Regions from separate parts of the Mus musculus genome. Here region 2 is linked to region 1. A link is a contact called in public Hi-C data. All regions are on one chromosome and are shown on one strand. The core of a region is the stretch at or near the end of the contact, and the rest is flanking DNA. Distances in the headings are between cores, read along the strand shown. Region 1 has its middle 33 kb from the start of Gm35109. Region 2 holds the start of Irf4 (interferon regulatory factor 4).

Region 1 (6,780 bases), core at 977-3,476:
TTAATTCATGCAGATATTGGTAGGTAATATGAAACAGGCCATCACATGTTTACAGAAATGTGTGCTTAAATCACTTCATCATTTGCTTTAAAAAAAAAGATTTATTTATTTTATATATATGAGTACACTTGTTACTGTCTTCAGACACACCAGAAGAGGGCACCAGATTCCATTAAGATTGCTGGGAACTGAACTCAGGACCTCTAGAAGAACAGTCAATGATCCTAACTACTGAGCCATCTCTCCAGTCCCATTTGCTTGTTTTAAAGTCTCATGATGCTACCCTGGCTGGCCTCTGGGCTCAAGTAATCTTCTGGTCTTGGCCTCCTGAATTGTATAGGTTCCCTGTGCTTAGCTTAGTACAGTCACCACTGTGCTTAGCTTAGAGCACTGACTCTCAACCTGTGTGTAAGACACCTTTGGGGATCGAACAACCCTTTCACACAGGGTTATGTATCAGAAATTCTGTATACCGGATATTTATATTATGACTTGTAATAGTAGAAAAAGTACATTTATGAAGTGCTAATGAAATATATATGATTGGGGTCACTACCATGTGATGAACTGTATTAAAGGATTGAAGCATTAGGAAGATTAAGAATTACCAGTGTCTACAGCCATACCACCCTGAACTCACCTGATCTCGGAAGCTAAGCAGGGTCAGGCCTGGTTAGTACTTGGATGGGAGAACTGCCAGCTTGGAGGAATCAGTTTGGAGCAAATGCTGAGATTATCTCATTTTAGTATGTGCTAAATTCACCACAGGAATTATTTGGTGATTTGGGGATGAAACCTAGGAACTTTCTAAGCACATGTTATGCCACTGAGCCATAATTCAAGCCAAAAAAAATATATTCCCAGTACCCACAGAGTAGCTTACAACCATCTGTAACTCCATTTCCAGGGGATGTGACACCCTCTTCTGGCCTCTGTAGGTACCAGGGAGCACACATGGTACACAGATATGCATATAGGCTAAAATCCACATAATTAAGCAATAATTTTTTAAATTATAATATTCAAAATAAAAAGAAGGAAGGAAGTTAGTGGAGCTGATGGGGGAGGGGAGGGTGGAGTTTGCACAGGATGGTGGCATAGACCCAGAGATGGGTAGGAGGAAAGAGAAAGGACACATATAAGGTACCCTCTCATTGATCCTGGGGCAAAGCAGGGAGCACTCATGCCCTAAACTCTATGGGAAAACATCTCAAATTTCAGGTAAAGGTTTTGGGCTATGGGATTCACACAAAATGACATGTGTAGACCCGGAGGGAGAAGAGTGACACCAGGGAGTCTATTATGGAAGTCACAGTGCCTGGGAGAGCCTCGCCTTCTGGGAGATCCACAGATACCTGAGAGAAATCAGACCTCCCCAGGAGTGAAGAATAAAAGACAAGACAATTAATTCAGTTTCATGGGATTTCAGCCAGAGCTTGGCTCTTCCTATACATTAAGAAAGAAATGCTTTGCTATGTGCAATTACTACCCAAAGTCCTGAGACATAGATCTATTCCCTTCCCCCACCAACAGAAGTCAGTTAAAAACAGGGGCTCTCAGGGAGTAACTGATACTTTCATAATTTATGGCTTGGTTTCCTGGTATGTACTTATGTACTATCCTCCTCTCTCTCTCTCTCTCTCTCTCTCTCTCTCTCTCTCTCTCTCTCTCTCTCTCTCTCACTATTATCAACTTGGTGATTTCCTCTCCACAGAGAGAGGCACCCTTGTGGGTTTTTCCTGTGATCTCCTAAGTTTCTCCCTAGTGGTCCAGGACTTCACCAATGGAAAAGTCACAGACACACCCTTGCCCCCATTAGGCCTGAGCACTCACATCTCTAGATTCCTTCCTTCTTACATCTGGAACATCACTGACCTTTCTGCTGAAGCGTGGTCCCTGTCCTCAACACAGGCCCAAACCTGAAGTAGTCTGAGAAGTAGCTGCTGATTCAGGGTTCAAACTGGGACACACAGAACAGAGCTAGAGCTAGTCAAGGCTCTATTCTCAAAATGCAAAGGAAAACACCACTCTTCAGTCCAGGACAAGGACGGAATTAATGGCTGGCAGAAAAGAAGGAGTTTTCTGAGCATCTCCATAGAGCCTGCTGATATGGACCTGTGAAGTGCCTTCCACAGCTGCAACAGAGCGAAGGCTCCCCAGAGAAGAGAAGCCTTTATGTGGAGGCTCCGGTCATTCTTCAGAACACAGCTCTTCCCTTTTCTTCCTTCTGGGGGAACTCCTAGCCCACACCCTGGCTACTTTGAAATAGAACAGGTAACCAGAGCCTGCACAAGCTTGGGGGACACTGGGGAAGTGGGAAGGACAGTCCCTCTGCACAGGAGACACTCAGTGAGTGACAATCAGCAGTTTCCCACTGTCCAGATGGTGACATTTAACTAGCCAAAGACTGGTACAAAGTCCCAGGCACATGAATCCCTGTTGGAACTTGGCTTTCCCTTGAAGGCGTCACTTACTTTTCTGATGACCAATTTAGCAACTGTCTGTCACTCTTTTGGCATGCTTGTACTTTTAAGGAATGTTGGGTGCCAGAGATGAAGACTCAAACAGGTAAAGAAACGTCCTTGCCTGGCCCCCATCCCCAGTACAGAGGATCAAATCCATGGCCTCTTATATTTGGGTAACCCATCTACCATCGAGCACCTCCCCAACCCTTTGACCCTTCATTATGAAAGAAGAAGAATAAAGAGGTAGTTTTTTTTACATAAAGGGAAACACGTCTGAGACTGGAAGGGATCTAGTGAGCTGATACCCTCCTACTTCTGCCTCCTGCATGATAGGATCATAGCCATGGCCACCACCCTCAGAGTTACCTTCACTAGTGCCTATAAAACAGGAAGCATGCTATGCAGCTCCCTCTGGGGGTGCCCTGAGGAACACAGTATGACCATGAAAAGCACCCAGGAGCTGTAAACCAGGCATGAAGCAAGTTCATCTTCCCAGGATGGGTGCTCCACCCACAGGGCCTGTCTGCAACATGGCTTGAAAATGCAACTCCAGCTTCCCTTTTCTGGAAACTGTCTCCCACTCTGTGGCTTCTCCTGCCCACTACATGCACTATGTGGCTAGATAGTTTTTTGTCTGCTGCCGTGTCCACCAAGCAAGCATCGGTTCATTACACTCCCTTGCGAGATCAATAAGTTCATCTTCCGCTGTAGTGATACAGTACTGTCATTTATGGGTGGCTGAGGGCTGCTTGCCCGAAGCTCCTTTTTCACTTCATGATAAATTATTCCAGATGCTTTTTTTAACCTGAGAGCTTCCGGGGCACCTCAAGAAGTAAAATGCAGAGCTCTGTTTCTGTTGCTTCAAACACAGGCAGTTGAAAACATGGGCTTATTGAGAAGACCCAGTTAGCTCCTCCTCCCCCTGAGTGGCAAGCACAGTGCTTTGTTCTGTGTTCCGCCCCAGAACAGTGGCTGGCAGCACTCAGTAAGTACTGTTTACCAGGGTTTTGTGTGGATGCTGGGAATTGAACCCAGAACCTCATACATGCTAGGAGAGTGCATTATCAGTGAGCTTCACCTCACCTCCCATTGTCAGAACCAAGAAGACTCAGGAAGGCTCTGTTTGCCTCAGAGGTGTTCGTAAGAACTCAGAGGACCAGATAGGACACTCTCTGAAGGCAAGGGAAGATGGTTTTGACGGTTTGGACCTAATTGGTAAGGGTCTGGCTCCAGGGAAAAGCTGATCCAAATGACCACGGAAAGGAAAAAAAAAATCCCTCTTGTCTTTTTAAAGTGTTATTTATTTTATGTAGTTAGGTGTGTTTTTTTTCCCTACCCCTTTGTTTGTGAATAATGTTCATGCAGTGCTCTTGAAAGCCAGAATGGGGTATCAGATCCCCTGGAATTAGGTTAAGGACAGTTCTAAAGCATCTAAAGTGCTGGGAATTGAACCTGGGTCCTTTGAAAGAACATCTAAATGATCTTAATCGCTGAGCCATTTCTCCAGACTACCCTCATTTCTCAAAGGCTCATCTCTGAATAGTAGAAAATGCCCTGAAATACTCACAGGGTCATTTCTCATAGGGAGATCACACATTTTGTTCCCCTTAAAGACCTTTTTTCCCCTAAAGTTACATTCATTACATGCTTAACAAAATGGCTAAGTTGAAAACTCAGAAAATATGAAAAGGGAGTAAGTTAGTGAACAACTGGAATGCATGGTTACTACTCTGTGGGATGTAATAGTAGGGCAGTTTTTGGGAACTGATACTGTCTATTGCTTAGAAGAAATGTGTATATAAGTAACAGCTAATGTTTACGAACCACCTGGATGTAAAACAGTAAAATAAAAGAGGTAGCTATGCTTTATTCAAATAACAGAATACCATATAACAATGAGATTTTATATATAAAATCATATGTAACCATATTAACAAAACTCAAGACAATGAATAGGGGCTGGAGAGATGGCTCAGTGTTTAAAAGCACTTGCTCTTGCAGAGAAACCAGGTTTGACTCCCAGCAAGCACACAGTGGCTCACAACCATCTGTAACTCCAGTTCTAGGGGACCTAATACTCTCACCTGACCTCTGTGATCTCTATCTAGGCACAGACATGCCACACAGACTTACATGCAGGCAAAACTGTCATATACATAAAATAAGCAAATCTCTAAAAATCTCAAAAAAAAAACCAAAAACCATGGAGGAAAGAAGATAGTCGTTAAACATTTTCCTTGAGATTCAATTTACATAAAGGTCAAATATAGACCGAACAAATCTATTTTGGTAAACAGGAGAAGGTTGTCTGTACCCACGGGCCTGGGAGAGGGCATGACTTTAGGATCGATGATACTTGTGTTGTCTCCATCTGATACAAGGACGGGTTCATCTTATAAAACTTCTGCTTTGAAGATGGCCTAGTCGGCCATCATTGGGAAAAAAAGGCCCCTTGGTCTTTCAAACTTTATATGCCCCAGTACAGGGGAATGCCAGGACCAAGAAGTGGGAGTGGGGTGGGTAGGGGATCAAGGGGTGGGTATAGGAGACTTTTGCGATAGCATTTGAGATGTAAATGAAGAAAATATCTAATAAAAAAAATAAAAAACAATAAAACTGCTTTGTGCTGACCTCTAAACTGTGACCTCTAAACAGGTGTCATTGAATACCAACAGGTTATTTCATCTACAGAAAATGCTTTTCCTAGTTTTTAAGGAGGGAGCTTGTCTTACACAGTAATGACTAGCCACTTTATAGTGGCTTCTATGCAGCAGCAACAGCAAGTCCTGGCCAAAGCAGGTGCTGTGATTGTCATCCCTTCAGTGCAGGGATGAACACTTCCCGGCATCCTAAGTCTCACAGGTCTCACAGAACCTGGATGACCAGCCTTGTCTGGTATTCAATGACACCTGTCTAGAGGTCACAGTTTAGAAGTCAGCACAAAGCAGAAGTTTTATTGTTTTCTAAATTTTTATTAGATATTTTCTTCATTTACATTTCAAATGCTATCCCAAAAGTCTCCTATACCCACCCCCTGCTCCCCTACCTTGTCTGTGGCTTTAATCAGTATAGAGCCAAGCCTTTGGGACCCATTTGGAAGCAGGCTCAGGTCCACCCTCCCTCCTCAGGCACCTGTATCCATGTAGCAAGCCCATCAGGCTGTTCTTAGCTCAGCTTACAGTACCACTAGCTGGACCTCTCTGTTCCCTAGCATGCAGAACTCTGACCATAAGGAGTATCACAAATAAAAGGACACCAGAGAATCTTTGAGAGAGGACTGTCTTTGTTTAAGGTTGGATCACGTGCTGTTTGGATGGGACAGGTGAAGCTAGAAAATGAGTTGCTTGCCCTTTCAGAGATCAGAGAAGTAGAGAACAGGCACAAAGATCTACGGATGGAAAGTGTAGAGTTACTTCACAAGGAACCAAAGTTTGGAGTGAGAATTTTCCAGGCTGAGGCTATTGAGTGACTTCTAAAAATAAGACTGAAAATACCTGTTATGTACTTTGTCCTAATAACCTGTACTGACTCCTACACACATCACTGCCTTGGGGCTTAGAGAGTCCAGGAAGATGGGCCAGGAGCCACTGGCAGGAACACTGTGAGAGCTGGGTGTAAGGGATACAGGAGAAAAACCAGACACCCGAGGCAGAGACCACATCTCAATGTGTGAGTTCCCAAACAGTCCCTGGGGGAGTGAAGGTTTCCCCTAGTATGCAAGATAAGGAATGAGGGAAATTTTGCCTGAGTTTTGAAAGGCAGAGTGGCCTAATCTGATATTTGAGCCACTGTATCAAGCAAATTCCTCATACCAGGAATGTAAATTCCGAAGAAGTTGTAGGACTTCCCTTTTACAGTTAAAAACACTCTTCTGCTTCCACACCCTGGCATGCTTTGGAGGAGGGAATGCTTATAGACAGCTTTTCTTTTTATTCTGTTCCTCGGGGAACTATGCTGCTTGGTGAAGCCATGTCACACAGTACGCAGGAAGTGACAGGCTTTTGGACAAAGATGGGATGTCTGAGCAAGTGCCAAATGCTCGATGGAGAGATAGGGGTTGCTCTCCCAGGTTCCAAGGTTACCACTGTTTCATGAAGAGCTTGTTGAAATCAGGACACTTTTTAAATACACCATTGGAAACATCAGTAAGATGTTGCCTTAAAGTTGTGAAATCTCTGCTGTGGGCCACAGATGTTATCTGACGACATTCTTAGCTTTGGGTTGGTGGAAGCTAGGAGTTGGTTTGTACACTTCAAAGGGATTTACCCAACAGCCACAAGAGTGTTAGGTCACACAAAGAAATGGGCAATGCATA
Region 2 (7,270 bases), core at 756-3,255, 170 kb before region 1:
TCTAGAACTAGAACCAGACAGTAGAGGTGCCCAATCAAAGAAACAAAACCCAGAGAGAGAAACTCAGAAAAATAACAAAACACAGAGAGACAGGGAAGCAGAGAGTGGCCCTAGCAGTCGGTGGTGGTGGCAGGAAACAGCGAATGGGCTATGCAAACGGAACCTCGGTCCCCCAGAGATGCCCCTGAAGCTGGAAGTTCTTTCCTCCACACAAACAGTATTGGGACCTGGTTTCTTGTGTATGCAATCCCCGGAGAGTTTGCAACCTCTTTCCCTTCTCCTGGGGACTTTGCCTAAGCAGGGTCCAATGCTTGATGCTCTGGCCTCCTCCTTGCAGGAGCCCACCTCTTAGTCCCTTGCCCGGGAGCCACAGACATTCAGAGCTTTCAGATTCCCCATCCCCACCCCCACCCCTGCCCAGGGATCCCTGAATGCTGCTAACCTTGAAGAGGGCAGCGTCCTCCTCACGATTGTAGTCCTGCTTGCCCGCGTGTTTCCACGGGATGCGGAAGACGCTCTTCTCCTCGTTCTCCCACACCAGCCCGGGGTACTTGCCGCTGTCGATCTGGTCGATCAACCACTGTCGGAGTTTCCCATTGCCGCAGCTCACTGCGCTCATGCCGAACTCTGAGCCCCGGCTGCCCGTCTCCAAGTTCATGACGCGTGCGGACCTCCTCCTGGGCTTGTGCGCTGAGGAGAGACACACATTCCCTGCAACTACCTTCGCATCACTTTGGAGGCGGGAGGAAGCCCCGTCCCAAACTCTTGCAGTGCCCACGAGGCCCCGAGTCTCTGAGGCTGCCAAGGTGCTCGGGTGCAGTGCCAGAGTCTCCGAAGTCCCCCAAGAGAAGGTACTTTGACGAAGGTATAGAGAGCATCCCTTGGCGCGCACCATCCTCCTCCTCCTCCTCCTCCTCCTCCTTTTTTTTTTGCCTGTCTGTTCTTTCTTTTATTAAAAAAATTAGGTAATTTCTTCATTTACATTTACATTAACACGCTCCGTTGAAAGCTCCTAGCTACACAGCTTCTCTGCAGATCCCAAGTCTTGCGCCACGCTGGGGCGCTCACTTTGCTCACTCGTCCCTCTGTGCTGGATCCAAGTAGCTTTCATCCCACTTTTCCCTCACTGTTTCTACACTTGCCCCTTCCTGGGTTTAGGTTGCCCTGGCTGCCCCAGGCGAAAAGGACCTGGCACATGGACTAGCCCTTGTCCAGGTCCTGTGTCCCTGCCATGCAGGTTTGCGGTACCTAGCTTACTCTCTTGACTTTCTTCTATGACACCCTTACTTTGTCCTCGGAATAACCCCAGGCCTACCCAACCAGAGACCATCACGTGGGTCCTGGAAGCAACAAGTGGAAGTCTGGTTATGGGGCAAGCAGCGCAGCCAAGAAACAGGAGATTCCAACCTGCAGAATGTCAGCGTGAACCCTGGCAGGAATGAAGCCGAGGCTGGGAATAAGGGGTGCTGCGGACAGCAACACTAGCACTCTTGCCAGAGAAGTGAAGAAGGGGCATGCGGGGAAAGGGGCTCTGAGCACCCTAAGTTTGGAGCTCTCAGCTCTTCTTGGCTGCCCGGCCTAGGAATCACGCTCTGGAGCCCTAGATGAGTTTGGGTCCTTTAGGAACCAGGGCTGGAAAGGAGCTTTCCACTGGAGCAGAGAGAGTCAGAGGCTGTCCCTCTGAGGACAAGCTGTGGCCAGTGCGATCCTTTGATGACACCACAGTCCCATTAGCTCGTCCCGCCCAGCCCGTGGGGGATGTTCTGGAACTCCCACCCAAACAGCTTCATACAAAACCCGAAGTGCACAGGTCCTAGGGCAGCGTAGATGAGCGGAGCCTGGGTCCGCTATCTCAGCATTCTCCCTCAGGCTCAGAGATGGAAGCCAGGCTTCCTCTGCCACCAGCCTCACACTCCTCCTTCTGCCCGACTACAGGCCTTACCTCACCCGCACTCTTAGCTGAGGGCAGCAAAGGGTCCCAAGTTCAAGTGGTGAAACTAGGAAAGTGAGGTGAGAAAGAGGAACTTTATAGAGCCGGAGGCGGAGTGCAGGGCGGGCGCTTCGGCCCCGCCTTGAGAGGGCGTGGCTTGCCCATACCCAGGACCGCCCCCCACCTCTGCCTTGTGCCTGGGTGTCCCGCAGGAACAGGAGCTTCGGACTAGAGCCCACCGGGTCAAGGGCTGTCCCACTTCAGACAAACCCTGGCTTTCTTCAGCTCCTCCTGTGGAGGGGGCTGGGGACTCTGATGTACTCAGAAATCCTCAACCGGATGGGACAAGTCGGTATGGCCCGTTCCTGTGAAGGTGGAGGCATGCAAAGGGGATACTGGAATCTGCACTGAGCATAGCTGATAACTACTAACTGCTCATGGCCAGGTTGGGAAGTGATGGAGAGTCTGGAGCACAGGGAACTTGGTTCTCACAGCATGTGACAGAAGAGATAGACTGAGAGAGGTCGGGAGCATCCTTGGGCAAAGCGGAGTCTTGTCTCTCTGAGCGTTTAGAGAATATCACGCTCACTAAAAAGAAAAATAGAAAGGCAAGTTTATAAGCCGTGGCCCAAATACTGTGTTTGAAACGCTTATACATGTTGGGTGAATGAAACCGACGAATTGAGATGACTCAGACAAGCACAGTCCCCAAAGTTTCAATCATGGCAACATAAAAGAGATGGGGGATCCCTGAGTACTCAGGTAGTTAGCGCGCTTCCGGATGTCAATTCACCTTAAAATGATAATTTTAACCTCAGCCTCGTGGGAGGCAGTTGCCGGTGAGGTACCAATGCCCCAAATAGAACAGCTAGGCTGACTGAAGGTTTTACTTTATTTTCGTGTTTTCTTTGACCTTCATATGTAAACTCCATGAGCTTTTGCCGCTGACTTTCTCCAGCTCAGCTTGGATGCCTGGAGCTTATATGTTATCTTGGTGTTTTCAGGTAAGCAAGCAGACTACCAGTTTCTGTATCATTTTAGATTACCACCACCACAGGTCAACTTGGAGCGTTTGTAAAGATTTGACAACTTTTTCATTTCACATGTTTCTCAGTTTTTCTTTTAATCTTCCATCCTGGGTTCTGGACTTTAGGAGAAACATCTGATTTTGGCCACAGGAAAACTGGTGCAGAGATGCCCACCGGCATGTTTTTTTTTCCTAACATCAACAGGCTTTCTCAGAAATTAACAGGATGCCATGTCGTTCTTTCACCCCAATTAGTTTTCCATTGTCAGAGCCCTGGTAGTAAACAACAGAGTTTCGTTCAAAGAAAATTTTGGTCACACCCATTTTCCCCTCTTCTTCCTTTGGGGTTTCATTCATTCAAAAATATTCTTTGAACACCTTCTGTCTGTCGGGAACTATCCCGGTCACCAGAGACACACCTCGGAGCAAAGCAGAGATTGTAGCTTCAGATAGCACAGCCTTGCTGCTGAGGAATTACATTTCTTCAAAGCGTGCACAGACTAAGGACAGAAGCAGCCAACCCGAGGTTTTTGGTTTTTTTTTTTTTTCTTTTTTCTTTTTTTCACTTAGACACACGTGTCTTCTACCTTGACTTAGGCGGTTTCAACATTTTCCTCAGCCAATCTACATCCTCTGTTTTCAGAAGTTTAAACAACAGTCATTACAAGAAACCTTTTGAGACTTCACATGGTTATCTTGTTTAAAAGATATGATTACTAATCTTCAACGCCATCTTCTGGTTTACTCGCTCGCTCGTTGTGTGGATCCCCCAGAAGTGATAGTTTAACAGTGAGGTGAATGCAAGCAATAAGCTACCTAAATCATTAAAACTTCCTATTTTATTAGCATCTATTAGTTGCACACAGCAGTGATGGGTTTCATTATGACATTACCTTCATCTCCTCTGTCGCCATTTCTTACCACTCGTCCCTCCAGCCCTCCCCACCCCATGTCTTTAACCAGTCTGCCTTTTACTTTCTTACCCCTGCCCCCAGCATGGGAAAACATGTGAGACACACATTTATTTCACACCACACGACATATTGAGTTCCAGTTTCAACCGTTCCTTGCAAACAGCATACCCCGGTTTCTCTTTTTAGTTGAATGTGATTCCCTTGTGAATCACATGCTCCCATTGTTGCTGGTGGAGAGGAAGGAATGGCCAGGTGGGCCCTTCTAGCTGACCACTAAGAACTTCTTAAATCACAGTCAGACTTGAAAGAATGGGGACAATTTTGCCAGTAGGCAATTTCCCATCCTCTTTCGCACTGACACTTAAGAAAATCGATACATGTCACAGTGAGATGGCGGACTGTTGTTTGAAAAATGTCACAGGAAATTAGTGAATTGAGCATCCGTCCCAAAGGCAGAGCTCCATACTCCCCGAGGAGATTACTAATGTTATTGGGCTAAGGAGCCACTGAGCAGTGATCGAGGTCTGAATGGGGCAAACTTTTCATTCATACTTCCCATAAAAAGACGGTAAGAAAAGCTAGACTGCAGCTCAGTATTTTGAGAATTGACCTTTTAAAATTATACATTCACAAGTAAGAACAAGTGGTTTATAGAGCCAGTCAGTGTTAGATACTCAGAAAGACATTATTCAGCCTAGGGTGTACCGTGGCAGTAGAATGCTTGTCTTGTGTGTGGAAGGCACTGGGTTCAATTCCCAGTACTCTCTCTTCCAAGAGACGGAGACCTTGTTTCGGATAAATGTATTTTCTGATGACCTCACTCTTTTAAAATGAGAACTACATTTGTTTTTGTTTTGTTTTGTTTTGTTTTGTTTTGTTTTGAAGTAAAATTCTATCTTTGGGAAAAATTATTTTATAAAACATTAAAAAATAAAACAGGAAAGAAAAAAACTTTGTTGTTTTAATGCATTGCCTCTGATTTAAAACGAAGACAAAACCTCTGATGCTTTGATTCCAGGTGCATGGACTAACGCCCACTGTGAGCCCTGACAACCACTTCATGATACATGGACGAGAGGAGGTGTCTAGAGTTCACAGGGGTGAAAGCGTGGGTGGTGAGTTAACTTTCCCACGTTCAAGAGTGGCGGTGACCCTGCTTTCTGCAGTGCTCTGACAACAAAATTATGTGCATCGCAAGTGCTCACCCACTTGGACTATGATTACGTATATCCTACATTAGCCCTTGGGAACTGTCACAGACATAATGATATGCACCCTTCAAATGTACCTGTATGGTGTTCAGGGCAACGCATTTTAGTCCAATTGTGCACATAAGAAGAGAGATCCAGAGAGGCCACTAGCCATCACTGTGACTTGCCCAAGAAGTAAGCTTTTGTGAACCTGTCTTACCCATGCATGCATCTATTTGCTCCACTTTGGGTTAAAGTCAGGGGTATGGGGAGATGGCTTAGTTGGTAAGAGTGCTTACTCTGCAAGCATAAAGACCTGAGTTCAAATTCTCAGCATCCATGTGAAAAAGCTGGGCATGGATCCCAAGAGCTAAACTGAACATTATTAGTAAAGTGATGTATTTGTGGGCAACAATACAACTATTTATTTTATATAAGGTCCCGAATATACCTTAACTGAAATTGCAAAAATCCTCTAAGTGTTTTGTGACTTCAGACAATTCCAGTATCAAACATCCCCAGATCATCAGCCATTGAGGAGAAGTTGTTGGGAACACATTTAATACCAGGAGTCAATGCATATGGTAGAAAAAAAAACCACATTCAATCCTATAGAAGATGAGACTTGTCATTTTCATCAATCATGTAATAAGGAGTCACAAAGTCTGTGACTCTAGAGCAACATTGTCCCTTTCTTCCTTCGTCATGTTTATAAACAACCAACTGTTCCCTTTTTGTCTCCTTTGATTGTGAGCATTCTAAGAAGTTTCCCTGTAATGCTCCGTTCTCTGACTTGTAATGTTTGCTACGTAAATAGTGACGTGGCTCTAAGCAAGGAAACACTTGATGCTGCCAATTCCCGTTCCCAAGCCAACAAAAATGCAAATACTCTGTAATCACTGGGGACAATTTTTCGAAAACTGAAGCAAGAGGTGAAAGGCAAATGGCACTGTCTCATTTCACCCATTGGCAACGTGGCTTGGCTCTGGATTATTCTAAACTGTATCTGCTATGTTTCTTTTCAGCAGAACACTGTAAAACACAGGAGTGATGCTGGGGCACACGGGGCGGTAGAGATTATGTCTCAGGGAAAGTTGCATTGCTTATGGTCAACCTGAGGCTCGGGGTGTGAGTTCCTTCTTGTTCCTATGGGCTACTCAGGAGCGGTTAGTCTGGCACATGCTTGATCACAGTCAAAGAGAAAGGATTCAGGAAGAAACATACACTGGCTTATTGTGCAGGCAATTATCAGTTATTCACAGTGCCAGGACACACATCCACTGTTAGGAGATGAAAGCCCCAGCCAAAGAGGAATTATCTGGCTGTGGTTGGCCGTGTCAGACAGAGAGGAATGACCAGGAGTCCTGGGAGGAGTCCACAGAGAGAGACACGTTCTCACACAGAGCAGGCAGGTGGAAACAGAACGGTAAGGAAGAGGCCTTGAGGCCAAATGATGGGTGTGGGAAGATCCAGGTGCAGAAATTAGGAAATGGTACCGTGGGGAATCTACTTCCCAGACTCTTACAGAGGAAGTGTGACTCAGAGTTGGAGGCTCACATGATGGGTTGAGTGTCTTATATCCAAAAGGCTTGAGCTATCACTCTCTCGAAACAAATCTGGCTATCATGAGATAGTGTCCTCCAAAGTCTGTGCCTTGTTCTGCTTTGATCCACTTCTGTTACACCTTCCAGGGGCCGCGCCCTTAGGCATCCTGCCTACCTCTATGCCTGGAGCAGGTTTGCCAGTTGTGGTACATAAAAGCGTGTAATTCAGAATTATATTTGGATTTTTTTTTCTGATAAAATGGGTATAATTGTACAGTTTAAGTATGCTCCAAGTAATATGTGAAACTCTTTTGTCTGAGGATCAAATGTTTATCAGATACTGTAGTTTGAATGTTTCCTCCCTCAGAGTTGTGGGTTAGCAATTTAATTCCTCAGTGAAAATGCATTTGGTAGGGGTGGGGTCTTTAGAATTGGCTGGAGTCCTAAGCAAGCTTCTTAGTAGAAGAGGCATTATCAAAAAGAAAGGCTTTAGCTAGCTGCTTGTTTTGTATCACCACACAGTGTCCTGTGTCATGCTATGATTCAGCAAAACAACCTCTTCAGTAGTTGTAAGCATCATGCTCCCAGCCCATATACATATATACATATATACACATGTACACATGCACACATGCACACATGCACACATGCACACATGCACACTG

The links. Hi-C and Micro-C count contacts between places; a contact is called where the count stands out from the background.
Region 2: a contact with region 1 is called in a Hi-C map of bone marrow-derived macrophages, with 37 read pairs. The contact joins the promoter of Irf4 here to the enhancer-like site in region 1. A contact is called at or near these places in 10 of 39 promoter capture datasets (the 3T3-L1 cell line, 3T3-L1-derived adipocytes, the C10 cell line and 7 more), 3 of 15 datasets of contacts at CTCF or cohesin (CD8 T cells, large pre-B cells and pro-B cells), 18 of 484 Hi-C or Micro-C datasets (the 63-12 cell line, the AML12 cell line, B cells and 15 more), 12 of 115 datasets of contacts at active chromatin or transcription factors (the 230-238 cell line, CD8 T cells, acute myeloid leukemia and 7 more) and 3 of 9 other capture datasets (adipose tissue, liver and macrophages).

Annotation. Positions count from the first base shown.
Region 1 is chr13:30,578,882-30,585,661 of GRCm38.p6, reverse strand. No RefSeq gene overlaps it. Among named protein-coding and RNA genes, the nearest start is that of Gm35109, 33 kb to the left of the region's middle. Within about 2 kb of position 2,226, at least 27 of the 459 cell types and tissues checked have an H3K27ac peak or open chromatin away from gene starts, as enhancers often do. A contact at or near this core is called in the 63-12 cell line, CD8 T cells, the CH12 cell line and 4 more, where this site is marked.
Region 2 is chr13:30,743,968-30,751,237 of GRCm38.p6, reverse strand. Irf4 (interferon regulatory factor 4) reads right to left here and starts at 2,005. Exons shown (of 9, transcript NM_013674.2): 1 at 1,943-2,005; 2 at 443-690. The coding sequence starts at 658.